2 separate regions of the Sus scrofa genome follow, and region 1 is linked to region 2. The links are chromatin contacts, called in public HiChIP or PLAC-seq maps. All regions are on one chromosome and are shown on one strand. The core of a region is the stretch at or near the end of the contact, and the rest is flanking DNA. Distances in the headings are between cores, read along the strand shown. Region 1 holds the start of ABCD3 (ATP binding cassette subfamily D member 3). Region 2 overlaps ABCD3 (ATP binding cassette subfamily D member 3).

Region 1 (4,025 bases), core at 620-3,119, 48 kb before region 2:
ATAAAAGGTTGTTCAGATATTCTACATTAATCTTAAATTTTTCTTTCAACGAAATGGAATCCCTGGCCTGCGTCCCAACCCAGGTCTGATAGGAATCCTTTTACATGTAGGTCTGAACTGCCCTGAGCCTGTTAAGCACTATGTCATTTAGAGTCGACCTAACTCTTCCCTACTCCAAACACCATAATGATCCCAGTTTCTTTCCTTTTTTGGAGACATGCCCACCATTCCTCTGCTATGCAGTTTCTTTTGCTGCAGCAAGTTAATAAACCCAACTTTGCTGGGTTACAATTTTTGTCCCTAGGGCTTTATGACCATTTGGTGTTATCTGAGCTCATATCACGAGTTGCAGTGTGGCTCAGCAGGTTAAGGATCCCACATAGTAACTGCAGTGGCTTGGGTTGCTGCTATGGTGTGGGTTTGATAGCTGGCCCAGGAACTTCCCAAATGGCCTAAAACAAAAAAGAAAACAAAACAAATTACCCATGCTTCTTGAGCCAAGGGTGGGTTTTTCAGAACACCTTGCCCAATGAGTAACATTCTTACCTTACCTTTCCTTTGAACTATAGTCTACTTCCTAAATATATCTCTCCTTTGAAATATATTTACTAAATGGATATATTTTGGACTAACCTTACACACCCTACCTTCACTGCTACTAACTCCAAGGTGATACACTTTCTCCCAGGGTTTCTAACGCTTTTACAGTGCTATGCAATTTATGAGTGAATTAGTAATTTTCCCTCTTCCTGAATAATTCTTGTAATCTCTATTAGGTGAGAAAACTCCTAAGGAACCATTGTTTTGTGTTTTATTTTAATGTGGAGTACTTTAATACGCCTATTGTGCAGATTTTATATACTTATTTTCTGACTGACACACTTGCTTTTCTCTGGTTTCCTCAACTGAAGACAAGAACTCATGAGTCACCGTACATTTCCCCAGTCCAAATGCTAAGGAGAGGGATTTCTGTATCACAGGGCCTAGCAGAAGAATGCTGTAATCTGTAATGCCTTTCTGATTCTGGGAGTCAGGCCAGCGTGAATACAACGCATGCTTGTTATTTCTGAATGCCCCTTCGCCAACAGCGTTTCTCAAACTTTCTGTTTGACCAGATCCACAGTAAGAAATACATTTTGTATTACTCCTCAGGACACATAGATACGAAAAACTGGCAAAACATTTTCTCAAAACAATTCTTTTACACAAAATGCACCCCGAGATTTTTTCTATTATGTTCTGTTCGACCAGAATTCATTAAAAAAAAAAAAGTGGCGGAAAACCGATAGCACCATCCCCTACAGCCACCGCTGGCTTGGAAAAAGGTGTTTGATTTGCAGTCACTCCTTCCCCATTTCCACACGTTGTCCCGACAGGTGTTTTCATCTAAAGGATTACTGTGCGCTCAGTTTTGAGTAAATGATCTGTGACGGGCTGTTCCTCTCCTCCAGGCGCCTTTAAGAGGGTGGTGACAGCCCATCCAGGCGAGTGGCGTGGCTGGTCCCACCAAAGCCCCGGCGCAGGCCAGGCCCGCTTTTCCAGTTCTTGAGAAAGCCTGGGTGTGCGCGCGCGCGGAAGTGGGGGTAGGGGCGAGGCGGGGGCCACCCCGAGGCCTCGGAGCACCGAGTTGCTGCCGAGGGAGGCTCGGCGGCCGTCTCTGCGCCCGCGCTCCCGGTGACCCTGCGACGGTCCGCGCGTGCGCAGAGCGCATCCCGGGAACTGTCCGGCCTCCGCGGCGCCCGCGCGCGCTCCCGCCGAGCCGAGGTCGGGGGCGGGGGTTCCGGCGCGCGGCCGCGCCAGGGGGCGGCCCTGCGCGGCCGGCCCCGCCCTCCCTCGGCGCGCTCCTCTCCTCCCAGTCTCCCCCGCGCTTCCTGCATTAAGGTAGCCGCCGCCGCGCCCGGGTCCCCGTCCCCGAGTCGCTCGCACAGGCTGTGCCATGGCGGCCTTCAGCAAGCACCTGACCGTGCGAAACTCCTCGCTGGCGGGGGCCGCCTTCCTGCTGCTTTGCCTGCTCCACAAACGGCGCCGCGCCCTCGGCCTGCACGGGTAAGAAGGCCCGTGGCCGCGCCGCGTTCCCGGGCCCGAGCGGGAGCTCCCCGCGCGCTCTCAATCTTTGCCCGGCGGGGTCAAGCGTAGAGGGGCCGGCCGCCGCTGCCAGGCTCCAATGTCAGGGTGTCCCGGTGTCCCAGAGGCGCGGGCGGCCCCAGAGCTGCCTGCGCTCCGCCCGCCTTTCCGGCTGCTCACTCTGCCCCCGGGGGTGTGAAGGAATCGTTTCTCTGCGCCCGTGGGCAAACCTGTGCCTCTGTCCCGACGTGGCTTCCCCGTGTCCTCCCCAAACCACCTCCTTCCTGCATTAACTTTCTGGGTGTGTTTTAGTTTTGCCACCTCATCCCCTGCCAGACCGTGGGTTTGCTTTGTGGACGTGTATGTATGATGGGAGGATGGAGACTGGACTCACCAGGCTAGAGGCTGTGGTCTAGAGCATTGGATGAGCTTTGGCACGATTCCTTAGTAGTTGCTGTTGAGAGTCGCGAGGATGGTTCACACAAACTATCTTGGGTCCGCTTGGCAAAGTTGCCTTGTAAAGTGGTGTCCCCTTGGAGTTGGTCATTGAACTCCCAGGCATTTCATCTGGAAAGGCTGATCGGTTCCGAGGTATTAGGAGGGCCAGGTTCCCTTCCCTGACTCGCAGGTGGAAGGTGAAAGTGTTTTAGGTAAGGGTTAGGATTCTCTTTGATTATACTCCCCTGCTTGCCTCCTCGAGAATTTTAATGTTTAGATTTAATTTGGGGAGATTATAACATTAGAGAAGGGAGAGAGAGAATTGAGTTACTGTTCTGGGGTTACTGACATAATTTTTTATTTGCCAAGAGTCACTTTCCTTCAGCAAATGAATGAGAAAAGGCTACTTCCTAAGCATTCCTGCCACTCTTGTATATTTCATATTAAATTTTGGCATAGTGCTTTCATGCATTTTATTTATTTATTTATTTGGGCAGGTACTGTTTGCCTTCTGTTTTGATTTGCCCGTTATATCTAATTAGTAGACTTTTGACCAAACCACTGACAAGTGGCTTTAATTCCCATGAAGTTCTTAACTAACCATCTCCTGACTTCCTTATCTTATTAAAGTCTGAATCGGTGACCTTTCTTTTCCTTCCTAAATCTGTTTAACAGAGTTGAAAATGATTTGCATCTTTGTCCAGACAATACTGTACCTATTCATGTTTCTCCTATTCAGATTGCTTTTAAAATGAGTAATTCTGGAAAATATAAACCAAATTTTCTATTAAATTGTATGCTTGCTGAGCTCCCAGTTGCAGATGGAAGTTGTTTGTTACCTGGGAATACGCCAATAGAAAATGTAAAATACCTTTGAATTACATTTTTGCAGAGACGTGTTTCAGCGCATAGAACTGAAACACGTATTTTAGTATGAGCTGCCCTAGCAGCTCTAGCTTGTTTTTATGATTAAAAATTTTTTTTTTGTTTTATTGGAGTGTTGCATACTTGTGGAAAAATACTCATTAAGTGTTGAGCTTGAAAGAGTTTCACAAATGGAGCTCATTCATTTAATCACCACCCAGAGCTGCACCAAGGTAACATTATCAGCAGTGCAGAAACTCTTCAGGTCTTTTCCAATCACAGCTAAAGGAGTTACTAATTAATAAGGCCATTGATTAGTGAGTAAGGGAAATTTTAAACATAATCTAATGGGAATAGTAAGAACAAAATAGTATAATAGAATCTGTCTTAGCAAATAATTTTAGGTGTTTATTCATTATTACATAAAATGCTTGAAAAATCTCTTTTTGAGAAACTTTGTAAACTTTTTGGGAGATTAGATTATGCAACACTTAATTTACCGAGCAAAAGTTTGTTAATCTTTTGCATTGGCAGGAGTGAGGAAAATCTTTATTTTACATATTAAATAGTTTGTGGGAGGAGAATGCAAATTCTGAGCAGATAAGAAGTTTAAATTACTGAGATAAAATGGTTGAATTATTTTTAAATCATTAAGAATG
Region 2 (3,978 bases), core at 1,348-3,847:
AAAATTTTTATGTAAATGTGACTTCAGAATTATGGAAGAATTAATTTCCATATAATGGTGAAAAAGAGTAGTAAAGCTAACCCCAGAAATAATTTAGCAAATGGCATTAGTTAGTATGAAACATATATATATGTAAAATATATATATATATATTTTTTTTTTACAAATGCGAGTACAGTGTGTATAGAATCCCGTTGTCTAAAGTTGTAGTGCTGGTGGCAGGAAGGAGAAGATATATTAACACATAAATGTCAGTACTCCTAAAACAAGTTCTTTACATTGGGTAGAAAGGTACAGATTTGGCTTTTTGTTTGTTTACATACACCCCCCACCCCCTGAAAAAAAAAGAAAGGCAGCAAGATGTTTCTCATAATTAATGGTACTAATATATTCTACACTTGGTCTTAGCCAAAAGGCCGAGAAGCGATGGTACTAATATATTCTAAAATTAAGTTCCAGGTAAAGGGTAGTATAGCTAATTGCACTTGATTTAGTATGTTCTCTTTGTATCTTTGTAAATTTTGAGTAAAACAGAACTGAATTATATCAATTTGGACTGTCATTTGTCACAAATTATAGGATTTGGGGACAAAGCCAATGATAGGGAAATAAATTATGATTTAGTAAGTAGAAATGAAGCAAAACCAATGTTATGTGTTTTTTGTTCTAGATCTCCCTGGTTAATAACTTCTTGAAGTTTGGGTTAAATGAGCTCAAACTGTGCTTCCGAATAAGACTAACCAAGTACCTCTATGAGGAATACCTCCAGTAAGTGACCTATTTTTATATTAAAAATACTTAAATTGAATAACACTTAGGATGTTGAGATGTCGAAGTTTTTCTTTCCGATTGGATGTGTTTTTCATGGGACTTGCTCTTCCAGACCCGGAAGCGTATAGGCAAAGACCTCAGCTCTTTGGTGTCTAATCCTGGCTCCTCTTTAACTGGCAAGTCCTCCTTTTCTGGACTTGCTTCTGTGTCTCTAAAATACATTCATTTGCCGCTTCTAGCCCCCAATTTTTCTGTTTCTATGAGTTTACACTACGTAGTACAATGCGAATTTTTTTCTTGTTTTTAAAACCATTTGTTTTATAGTCATTTTCTTGCTCTTGTTCTAGAGCTTTCACATACTATAAAATGGGAAACCTGGACAACAGAATCGCTAATCCAGACCAGCTGCTTACGCAGGATGTAGAAAAGTTTTGTAACAGTGTAGTTGATCTGTATTCAAATCTTAGTAAGGTAAGTCTCTCTATTCTTTTGGTTGTTGTTAATTTGTTGAATTTTGAATCTAAGCAAATTTATATAGAATTGACTTGATGACCATAATAGCAGCGTATAAATATTTCATGCTTTTATAAGAAAATACTAGTTATTACAGTAGTTTTAACTACAGTTACTTAATTTTTTGTATTGTTGTGACATGCTTTGGCCAAGAACTGAGAATGAATGTCATTTAAAGACGTCACCAGGATTTTGCCAGCTGGCTCTATTCACTGTTCTATGATAACCTGTACGGGAAGGGAGGTGTGTTTATGTATGACCGAATCACTTTGCTGTACAGCAGAAATGAGCACAACATTGTAAATCAACTATGCTTCAGTAAAATTAAATTAAAAAAAGAATTTTGCAGGCTGATTTCAGTAAAACAACAGAAATTTGGATTTTTTTTTTGTCTCTTGACTTGTATTACTTCTGGCAGTTGTTAGAGTTTGATGGTCAGTTTATTTTTAATTCCACATCCATAACGCTAGGTTAAGATGTCTTCCTGCCCATTCCTCTCCTTCAGTGTCTCTAATTCTAATAGATCATTTAAGTCATAGTCAAAAAAAATTCGCAGGATATTACTATATTTCAGTCTTTCTGAGTGCTTTTTATCCCGCTCCTTCCCAGGAGAGTGGAAAACTTTTGACTCTGATGACAGGCCAGACCGGTTTCCTTCCTGCTAATTACGTCAGTTCTTGCGTATCACCCTCTCCCCCTCGCCACCCTACAGCTTTCGCTATGGTCTTCTCATTAAGCCGTCTTCGTGGTGGTTGCTGGAGCACTGGCGGGACTGTGAGACTATCTGCCCACTCCCCTTCCTCTTCATCTCAGATGCCCCATTTCCCGGTCCAGTCCACATGGCTGCTGCAGTCTGCGGCCAGAGCTTTTCTCAGACTGACCACAGTGGATCCATATATCCAGTCTTTTTTTTTGTTTTGTTTTTTGTCTTTTCTAGGGCCACTTCCTGTGACATATTGAGATTCCCAGGTCAGGGGTGTAATTGGAGCTGTAGCCACCAGCCTACGCCAGAGCCACAGCAACGCCAGATCCGAGCCGTGTCTGTGACCCACACCACAGCTCACGGCAACGCCGGATCCTTAACCCACTGAGCAAGGCCAGGGATCGAACCTGCAACCTCATGGTTCCTAGTCGGATTCGTTAACCACTGAGCCACGACAGGAACTCCCACACATCCAGTCTTGAGACCAAAAAAAAAAAAAAAAGAAAAGCTGTGTAAAGGAGTCAGGTGGTATCTAAGAGTAAGATTGCTCGTGTGGATGGAAGGAGGTCAGGCAGTTCTTGGAAGAGTGACAGTATCCACAGGAACTTCACCCCCGTGAAAGCTGCTACTAAGATACCTTTTCGCCTCCTGCCAAACTTTGTTCTTTATTTAGCTAAGTCTTTACTACTGATCCGAACTCTAAAAACCCCTACAACTACAAATTATTCAGTAATTCTGCTTTTTCCCTCCCCCCCCATTACCACATTTTAAAGTTGTTCTCTAGGGGTGAGGGGCCTGTACATAATATTTTTCATGTGATTCTATAGACACCATTGTATATTCTTTATCACATCCTGGCACTTGAGCAGGTCTCTAGCTCTGGACTTGTCAAATCTGCATAGAGAAAAATATTATCAAATTAATTGCAATAGTGCTGTATATTACAGTACATTTACTTTTTAAAATATCATCTGAACTCTGACTTAAATTGTGAGTCATTATTTTTGTCAGTGATTTAAATGTACTTGAGTTTTATATGTCTAAGTATGTGTATAAATATGTTTAACTTCTTGATAATTTATAAGGCAAGAGAGAAAAGGTTCATCTTAGTATAAGTCAATTAATAAACTAAGCCACCTGTCCTAGCAGTAATGCAGATTTTAGTCAGCAAGGGGTAGCTGTGGACTTAAAGTAAATGAACACAATTTGAGTGTCTTGAAAAACACTTCAAAATAGATGTAGCTTGTGGTATGTCAGTGGTTACAACTGAGGTCATTTTATTCAGTGTCTTTGTACTACATTGAGAAACTGCAAAGTGAATAATGGTTAATTATCACAGTAGAGCTGCCTTCGCTGATGGAAAATGATAAATATTTTTCTTACTGGTGATGAGTAGTTTTGGTCAGGCTGTCTCCATTCGGAGTTTCTTGAGAATAAGTACTGTGTCTTTTATGTATTCATTGAGCTGCATACTGTTCCAGTACATTACACGTAGTGGGAACTCTGCATGTTGACAATTATGTGTTAGATTTTGAGTAGCATTTTGTATTTAACATGTTGTATTAGCTATCAGTCTGGGCAGTCTAGTTCTTTTTAATTCTCTACCTTCTAATGTTTATTTTACAGCCATTTTTAGACATAGTTTTATATATCTTCAAGTTAACGAGTGCAATAGGAGCTCAGGTAAGTTTACTGTTATTCTGTCTTTTACATTTGCTGTGAGACTGTGATGCGAATGGCTGGATGGTTTATAAGAATTTTCATGTATCTCAAAGAATGTGTTTTTCTAAGATGTACCTAACAAAGTCTGGTTATAAAATAATACTGTATTCGAGATTTTCCATGTATTCTGGTTTGACTCAATTTTCCTTAAGTCAGATAATTTTTGTGGCTTTAATAACCAGGAGGACTTAAACTTTGAACATAGATGTATTTATTGTTGCAGAGTAATGTCTAAAAAGAGATTTGGAGACTGCTGTTTTAATATGAAA

What was found. HiChIP or PLAC-seq counts read pairs in DNA pulled down with a chosen protein or histone mark.
Region 1: a contact with region 2 is called in an H3K27ac HiChIP or PLAC-seq map of skeletal muscle. The contact joins the promoter of ABCD3 here to the enhancer-like site in region 2. A contact is called at or near these places in 7 of 47 Hi-C or Micro-C datasets (embryonic fibroblasts, epiblast stem cells, fibroblasts and 2 more) and 1 of 2 datasets of contacts at active chromatin or transcription factors (skeletal muscle).

What each region holds. Positions count from the first base shown.
Region 1 is chr4:122,927,284-122,931,308 of Sscrofa11.1, reverse strand. ABCD3 (ATP binding cassette subfamily D member 3) reads left to right here and starts at 1,869. Exons shown (of 23, transcript NM_001244133.1): 1 at 1,869-2,046. The coding sequence starts at 1,937.
Region 2 is chr4:122,879,995-122,883,972 of Sscrofa11.1, reverse strand. It overlaps ABCD3 (ATP binding cassette subfamily D member 3), which reads left to right. Exons shown (of 23, transcript NM_001244133.1): 6 at 671-768; 7 at 1,119-1,242; 8 at 3,614-3,670. Among named protein-coding and RNA genes, the nearest start is that of ABCD3, 47 kb to the left of the region's middle. Within about 2 kb of position 2,597, at least 2 of the 83 cell types and tissues checked have an H3K27ac peak or open chromatin away from gene starts, as enhancers often do. A contact at or near this core is called in liver and skeletal muscle, where this site is marked.